2 separate regions of the Macaca mulatta genome follow, and region 2 is linked to region 1. The links are chromatin contacts, called in public Hi-C maps. All regions are on one chromosome and are shown on one strand. The core of a region is the stretch at or near the end of the contact, and the rest is flanking DNA. Distances in the headings are between cores, read along the strand shown.

Region 1 (2,946 bases), core at 171-2,670:
GTGCTGACCAGTGAGCGTGCTTGGGCCCTCCCCCAGCACCTTGGAAAAGGCTTCCCTCCCCTCTCCGGCCATGAGGGACACAACTTAGCTCTTTCCGATGTTAGTAGGGGGAGTGGGGAGGGCTGGCTGTATGGCCTCCAGCTGACCTGTCCCCCTGTTCCCAGGGCACGTTTGGGCTGTCAACCCTTAGGGCCTCGATGGGGTCAGTTGTCCCTTCTCTCCTCCCAGCTGTGTCCCCATCAGGTCCCTGGGTGGCATGGGAGGAGGATGGACTGTCCTCCAGGACCTGTTTGTTGTATGACAGGAGCTACAGCTTGGGTCTCCCTGCAAGTCTGGCACGTCTCACCTGCCCCCATCCTAGCCCCTGGTCCTCTCACAGCAAAGAAGCCTCCTCCCTCCCGACCCGCCGCCACACTGGAGAGGGGGCACAGGCGCGGAGAGGTTTCCTGTTCTGTGAAGGGCGGGCTCCCTGACTCCATTCATGCCCCCCTGAGCCCCTCCCTTCATTCCCATTCCCCAACCTAAACACTGGCCCGGCTCCCAGCTGAATCTGGTCGGAATCCACGGGCTGCAGATTTTCCAAAACAATCGTTGTATCTTTATTGACTTTTTTTTTTTTTTCTGAATGCAATGACTGTTTTTTACTCTTAAGGAAAATAAACATCTTTTAGAAACAGCTCGATACACACAATCTTCAGTGTGAAGCAATATACTAATAAGAACACTAGTCGTCTTAACATTTACAGTCTTCATATATATTATATATATGTATATGTATACATATATATACACTATATAACGAGGCCAGATATAATACACACGTTTACCATTTTACAGTCATATGTACAGGAAGTTGCTAGGGCGGCCCTGGGCTGGGGGCTGCATCAGGCCTATCGAAGCGTGGACAGAGCTGAGGACACGGACGGACAGGCAGACGGACTGGCAGGGACTGGCCCGGGCCGGTGGTGGCTGCGTGGGCAAGGGGCGTCGTGGTAGCCCCCTACCCGGCAAAGGCCCGGTTGGGGCTCTGCTGCGGGCGCACGACGCACGGCGGCGACACACGGGAGAAGCGAGCATGTTCCCAACATATATACATTCTATGTAACATATATATAGAGGGGTACACAGGTTTTGTACACGAATCTAGCGCTGTCCCTGCTCCCGTGCAGAGTGGGCGCGGCGGTCCCTGGTGGTGCACAACGGTCGCGCGTCCGCCGAAGGTGCGTTCTGGCCGCTTCTTGGGTTTTGCGCTCCCAGGCTGGGCTCCAGGGGTGGGGTGGACTGGAAAGGGGACGAACAGAGGCCAAAGGGTGTCCCAGTCCCGCCCACAACCTCTCGGAGAGCCCGCAACCCCTAACTGAGCACAGCCCAGGTCTACCCCGGCTTTGCCCGAAACGCACGACAGATCTGGCAAAGGCTGGGCGGAAAGGCCCCTGGAAACGTTCCGCACGGTTTGTTCCAAAGGCTCAGGTCCCTCCAGCGCCTGCCTAGCCCGCTCTTAGAAAGGCTTCCTTTCTCCCCCGCCTAGTCCACGGAGCCAGGAGCCGCCCTCCGCCTCTTCCAGAACTGTTTCGACCCCCACCCCCAAGCCCAGGGCTCCCAGCTGCACGCCACGACCGACTGGGGTGGCGACAGCACCCACGTGGAATGTGTGCCACGTCGTCTTGAGATTCCAGAGGGGAAAAGCGTCCCCAGGCCAAAGCCGTCTCGCACCCTCGCCGGAGGCTGAGCGCCCCGGGGAGTCTGGCCGCTCCGCGGGCTCCCCCTCCGCAAGCCTGGCCCCTGGGGTGGGCAAGAACGCCCTGTGCCGTCCGGTTCCGGGAGCAGGCGGCTCCGGAACGGGTTTTCCTCCCAACCCGGGGCCGCAAGTCTGAGCCCTAGGCGGCCGGATCCACGATCCGGGACCCGGATCAAGGATCGGCTCTGGACCCGCACTGGGAGCAGCTCAAAGGCCCGGGGGCTGCGCAGGCGGCTCCTCTCCTTCGGCGGCGGGCGGGCAGGCGGGCTCCGGCGGCTCCTCCGGCCGTTGGGGTGGATTACAACGGCAGCCTCTGCAAAAGACGCCCGCCCACCCGTTACCCACGACCGCGGACCTCAAAGGCCACAGGCCCCGCCCCCGGTGTGGGCCCGCCCCCCAGGCCCCCGACCCAGGCGACGCTAGAGCGCGGCTGGGGTCTCCGCCCGAAGCCGTCGGCCCCACCCCATCCACCTTCACCTTTACCTCCGTGCCACCGTCCCGCGCCCCCGCCTGCTCCACTCTGTCACCTATCTTGGGGAGCTGCGGGGAGGCCGTCCCAGGGACGCCCTTCAGCCCCTGGCTGCCCATGCCCCGACGCCGGCGGGTTTTCGGCGGCTGCGGCGGCATCGCGCAAGTGGACGGGGACCTGAGCCGGACGGCAGCGGGGGCTCCTGGGGTGGGCGGGGAGAGCTCCCTCCCTCTCGGGCTGGGCCCTGCGGGGCTGCGCAGCCAAGGGGCGGCGGACTGTGAAGGAGGTGCGAGGTGGGGCTCGTCTCCCGCTTGACACCCCTCCCCCCACAAAACACTGTGGTCCCCTACCTTATGTTTGGGACATTTCAAAGAAAAGTTCTCTTCGATGAATATGCAACCTGTGACCAAAGAGAAGTTTCGGTGGTTAGGACGGGGTGGAGGCTCACAGCTGTGGGGTTTTGTCGGCCGCCAGGAGGGGAGCCGCACTGCCCGCGCCGCTCTAGACTGCAGGGGCTCTTTTCCAAGAGTTAATCAGATCCTGCACAAAACCCTCCACACTCCACTCCACGGCGCGGGTGAGGCTCCTGGTCTGGCGGTCTTGACTCACCTCACCTCCTCCACTGAGCTTTTCCCGCTGAGTTCCACGAGCCGCCCCTCCTCACTTGAGGCAGTCCCTCCCTCCCTCCCTCCCGCCTTACTCTGCCAGCCGCACTTGTCACTGCCTCCTAAGAGGCTGA
Region 2 (2,946 bases), core at 208-2,707, 240 kb before region 1:
GGGGTAGAGAAGCTGGAAGGAGTTGGGTGCCTGGACCATGAAAAGACAGAAGCAGTGAGTGGAACAGGGGACCCAGGAGGCAACATCCCAGCAGACTGTGAGCGGCACTCAGGGAGTGAGTGCCTGGTCTTGAGGTGGGGCCAGGGCCTGACCAGTCAGTTGTGGGTTAGGCGCTCCCCCGTCTGGGGGTCTGATGAAGCCCTCCTAAGGAGATCTCAGGAGCAGGAAGACCCCAGGGTCTGCGGATTCCTGGGACTGAGGAAGGGGCGGGAGGGCATGTCTCAGGTCTGAGAGAATCTGACATGGGCCCAGACACGGGGAGGGTCCCGAGTCTGGTGAAACCAATGGAGAGTGCTTCAGGGTCTGAAAAGGGCTGGTGGCAGTCCCTGATCTAGGGACGACAGGTCATGGGGAGGAAGGACCCAGGCCTTTCCCTAGTCATGAGGGGCTTCCGGATCCCAGACGGGCCGGTCACGGGCTTCAAGTCTGGGAGTGTTCGGGGTCCGCCGGGAGCCGGTCACGACGGGCTCCGGGTCCGAAGGGGCAGGTCAGGGCTGGGGCTCGGAGAGTGTGAGACACAGGCTGGGCAGGTCCCGGGTGGGAAGCGCCGGGTGCAGGAGGCCCCGGCGGCGAGGGCCTGTTCCGCGGCTGCGGGCTCGAGGAGCCGAGGCGGGCACGGCCCGTGAGCGCCGCGAGGAGGCCCTCGGGCCCCGGCCCGGCCCGGCGCTCACCTGCAGCACCACCTCTACGTCGTACGAGTTCCCCTTGCTCTTCTGGTGGCCGCGGAACTTGGAGCCGCTGTAGAGCAGACTGGTGGCCACGCCGGGCTGCTGGGTGTTGATGGGCGGCGGCGGGATGAGTGAGGCCGCGGAGGCAGCCGAGGCACCGGCCGGCGGGGGACACTCGGTGCGGACGGGCATCGCGGGGTCCCCCGGAGCCAGGGCTGGGGGGAGTGGGAGAGGAACCGCCGCCGCCGCGCGGGAGCCGAGGAGGGTGGCGGGGAGGGAGAGGCCGGGGCGCGCACGCGCGGGGTGGGGGCGGGAGGGGCGACCACCCGCCCGCTGCCTGCGGACCAAGCGCTCTGGCCGCCACCGGGACCCAGGGACCTGCGAGCAGGGCCTCCCAGTCCTGAGCTGGGTCCCCCTCCCGACTTGCCCTCGCGCACACATACACACACAGAGACACTCACAGACACACTCACACACGCACACACACACCCCGCCCCTTCCGATTGGCTCGGGCGAGCCTCGGGGGCGGGAGCAGGCTCACGCGGCGCTTCCGCCCATTGGCGGGAGGAGAAAACACGTGGCGGGGTGCGCGAGCGGCCCGCTGGGACTTGTAGTCTCCTCGCCGAGGCGCGGCGTGGAGGGGGCGGGGCGAGGTGCGTTTGTGATGCTGATTGACTGGGGGTGTGCGCAGGAGGTTTGCGAAGGCGACGGCGCGCCGTTGGTGTCATGCGGAAGATGGCGGCGTCCAAGGGAGGCTGAGGGCTTTGAGGAAGCGGTGAGAGGTTTCCGTACAGCCCGAACGTGCGGTTTTGGGGGTCCCTTCGCTCTGTGTTTCCTGCTCCAGGTTTCGCGTCGCGCATCTTCCCAGACCCTCGGGCGCGATGTGGAGGAGCTGCCTCCGGCTGCGGGACGGGGGACGCCGTCTCCTGAATCGGCCTGCGGGTGGTCCCTGCGCTTCTATGAGTCCGGGGCCAACCATCCCGTCTCCAGCCCGGGCTTACGCCCCGCCGACAGGTAAGACTATGACACGTTCTCTTTTGGGTAGGGGCCGAGCTGGGGTAAGGTGGGCTTCGGGCTTCGGCTATGCAAAGCGAGGTGACTGAGGCAGGGTTCAGGCTCATGAGGTTATGCAAGCCGGTCAAGTCTTTTTACAGATGAGAAAGTGAAGCCCAGACAAGGGCAGACGACCCGAGAGGGAACAGCGAGTGACGCACGATACAGTAATTGATATTTGGCCTGTGCAGCTTTTCTCAAAGCTTATGGCTGCCCTCCCTAGGAAATAAGGTGTCATCCTTGTTTTCAAAAGGGGAAGTTTGGGCTCTGAATCAGGACTTCGCCTAGGTTACAGACAGACTGTCTCAGAGATTTGAGGTGTCTGACTGCTTTCCGTGTCTCCACTGCCCAACACAATACCTGCACAGAAGGGACCTAGAACCTAGACCTTCATTCCTCCATCCTGGGCACTTCAGCTGCAGGTTTCCTGACTTTCCCTCCTACCACAACCTCTGCCATCTGCAGCCTTCTCTGCTAAATAGAAATTGACATCTCCACCTTTGACTGTGGAGTCACCTCCACCTCCAACTCTGATGAAGCTCAGACGTAGTGGTTCTTTCATTGCTGATGGTGAGTGGTGTTAGGGTAAGAGTGAGAATGATTCATTTCAGTGAATGAAAAGCAGTAACACCCTCCCACCATTCAATTAGTTTTATAGTGCTGGAGGCAGGAGACACGGTAGTCTTTAAGACCCACCTGTATGTATTGGTAGAGAAGCTCAGTTAAAGAAGAAAAAGACCCACCTGAATGATGTTCACTGTTGAGTGCAAAGGGTATAATATCCTGATAAGGGACATACAAAGAAGCTGTGAAAACACGGAGAATCACCTGCTCCCGTCTTGGGGCTGTTCAGGGTTTAGAATGGGTCTTGGGTGAAAGGGCATTTAAGCTGAGCCATGATAGATGAGTAGGAGTTCAGCAAGAAGGTGGGAGAGTGTTGGGTATCTAGAACATGTCCAGGGTGACAGCAAGATATGAGGGACTTTTCCCTAACACTGCCTGCTTTAGAAACTTGAGAACTTCACAGACAGTTTGGCATTGTGGCAGGAGTGCAAATCTAGGATCTGATACTGGCAAAACCTCTGAGGTCTGTGTGATCTTGGGCATGCAACTACTTCCTAATTTTTCTGCATGAGTTGAAGTACTAGGTTGTCTTTGAGGATCT

Evidence for each region. Hi-C and Micro-C count contacts between places; a contact is called where the count stands out from the background.
Region 2: a contact with region 1 is called in a Hi-C map of fetal cortical plate, with 2.7 times the contacts expected there. The contact joins the promoter of ATPAF2 here to the enhancer-like site in region 1. A contact is called at or near these places in 3 of 14 Hi-C or Micro-C datasets (fetal cortex germinal zone, fetal cortical plate and liver).

The regions. Positions count from the first base shown.
Region 1 is chr16:19,368,010-19,370,955 of T2T-MMU8v2.0, reverse strand. RAI1 (retinoic acid induced 1) reads right to left here. Exons shown (of 6, transcript XM_001091010.5): 5 at 2,558-2,607; 6 at 576-2,051. The coding sequence ends at 2,037. Among named protein-coding and RNA genes, the nearest start is that of MIR33B, 3.3 kb to the left of the region's middle. Within about 2 kb of position 1,420, at least 8 of the 40 cell types and tissues checked have an H3K27ac peak or open chromatin away from gene starts, as enhancers often do. A contact at or near this core is called in fetal cortical plate, where this site is marked.
Region 2 is chr16:19,606,453-19,609,398 of T2T-MMU8v2.0, reverse strand. ATPAF2 (ATP synthase mitochondrial F1 complex assembly factor 2) reads left to right here and starts at 1,457. Exons shown (of 8, transcript NM_001257951.1): 1 at 1,457-1,742. The coding sequence starts at 1,610. It overlaps GID4 (GID complex subunit 4 homolog), which reads right to left and starts at 1,331. Exons shown (of 7, transcript NM_001193962.2): 1 at 732-1,331. The coding sequence starts at 1,169.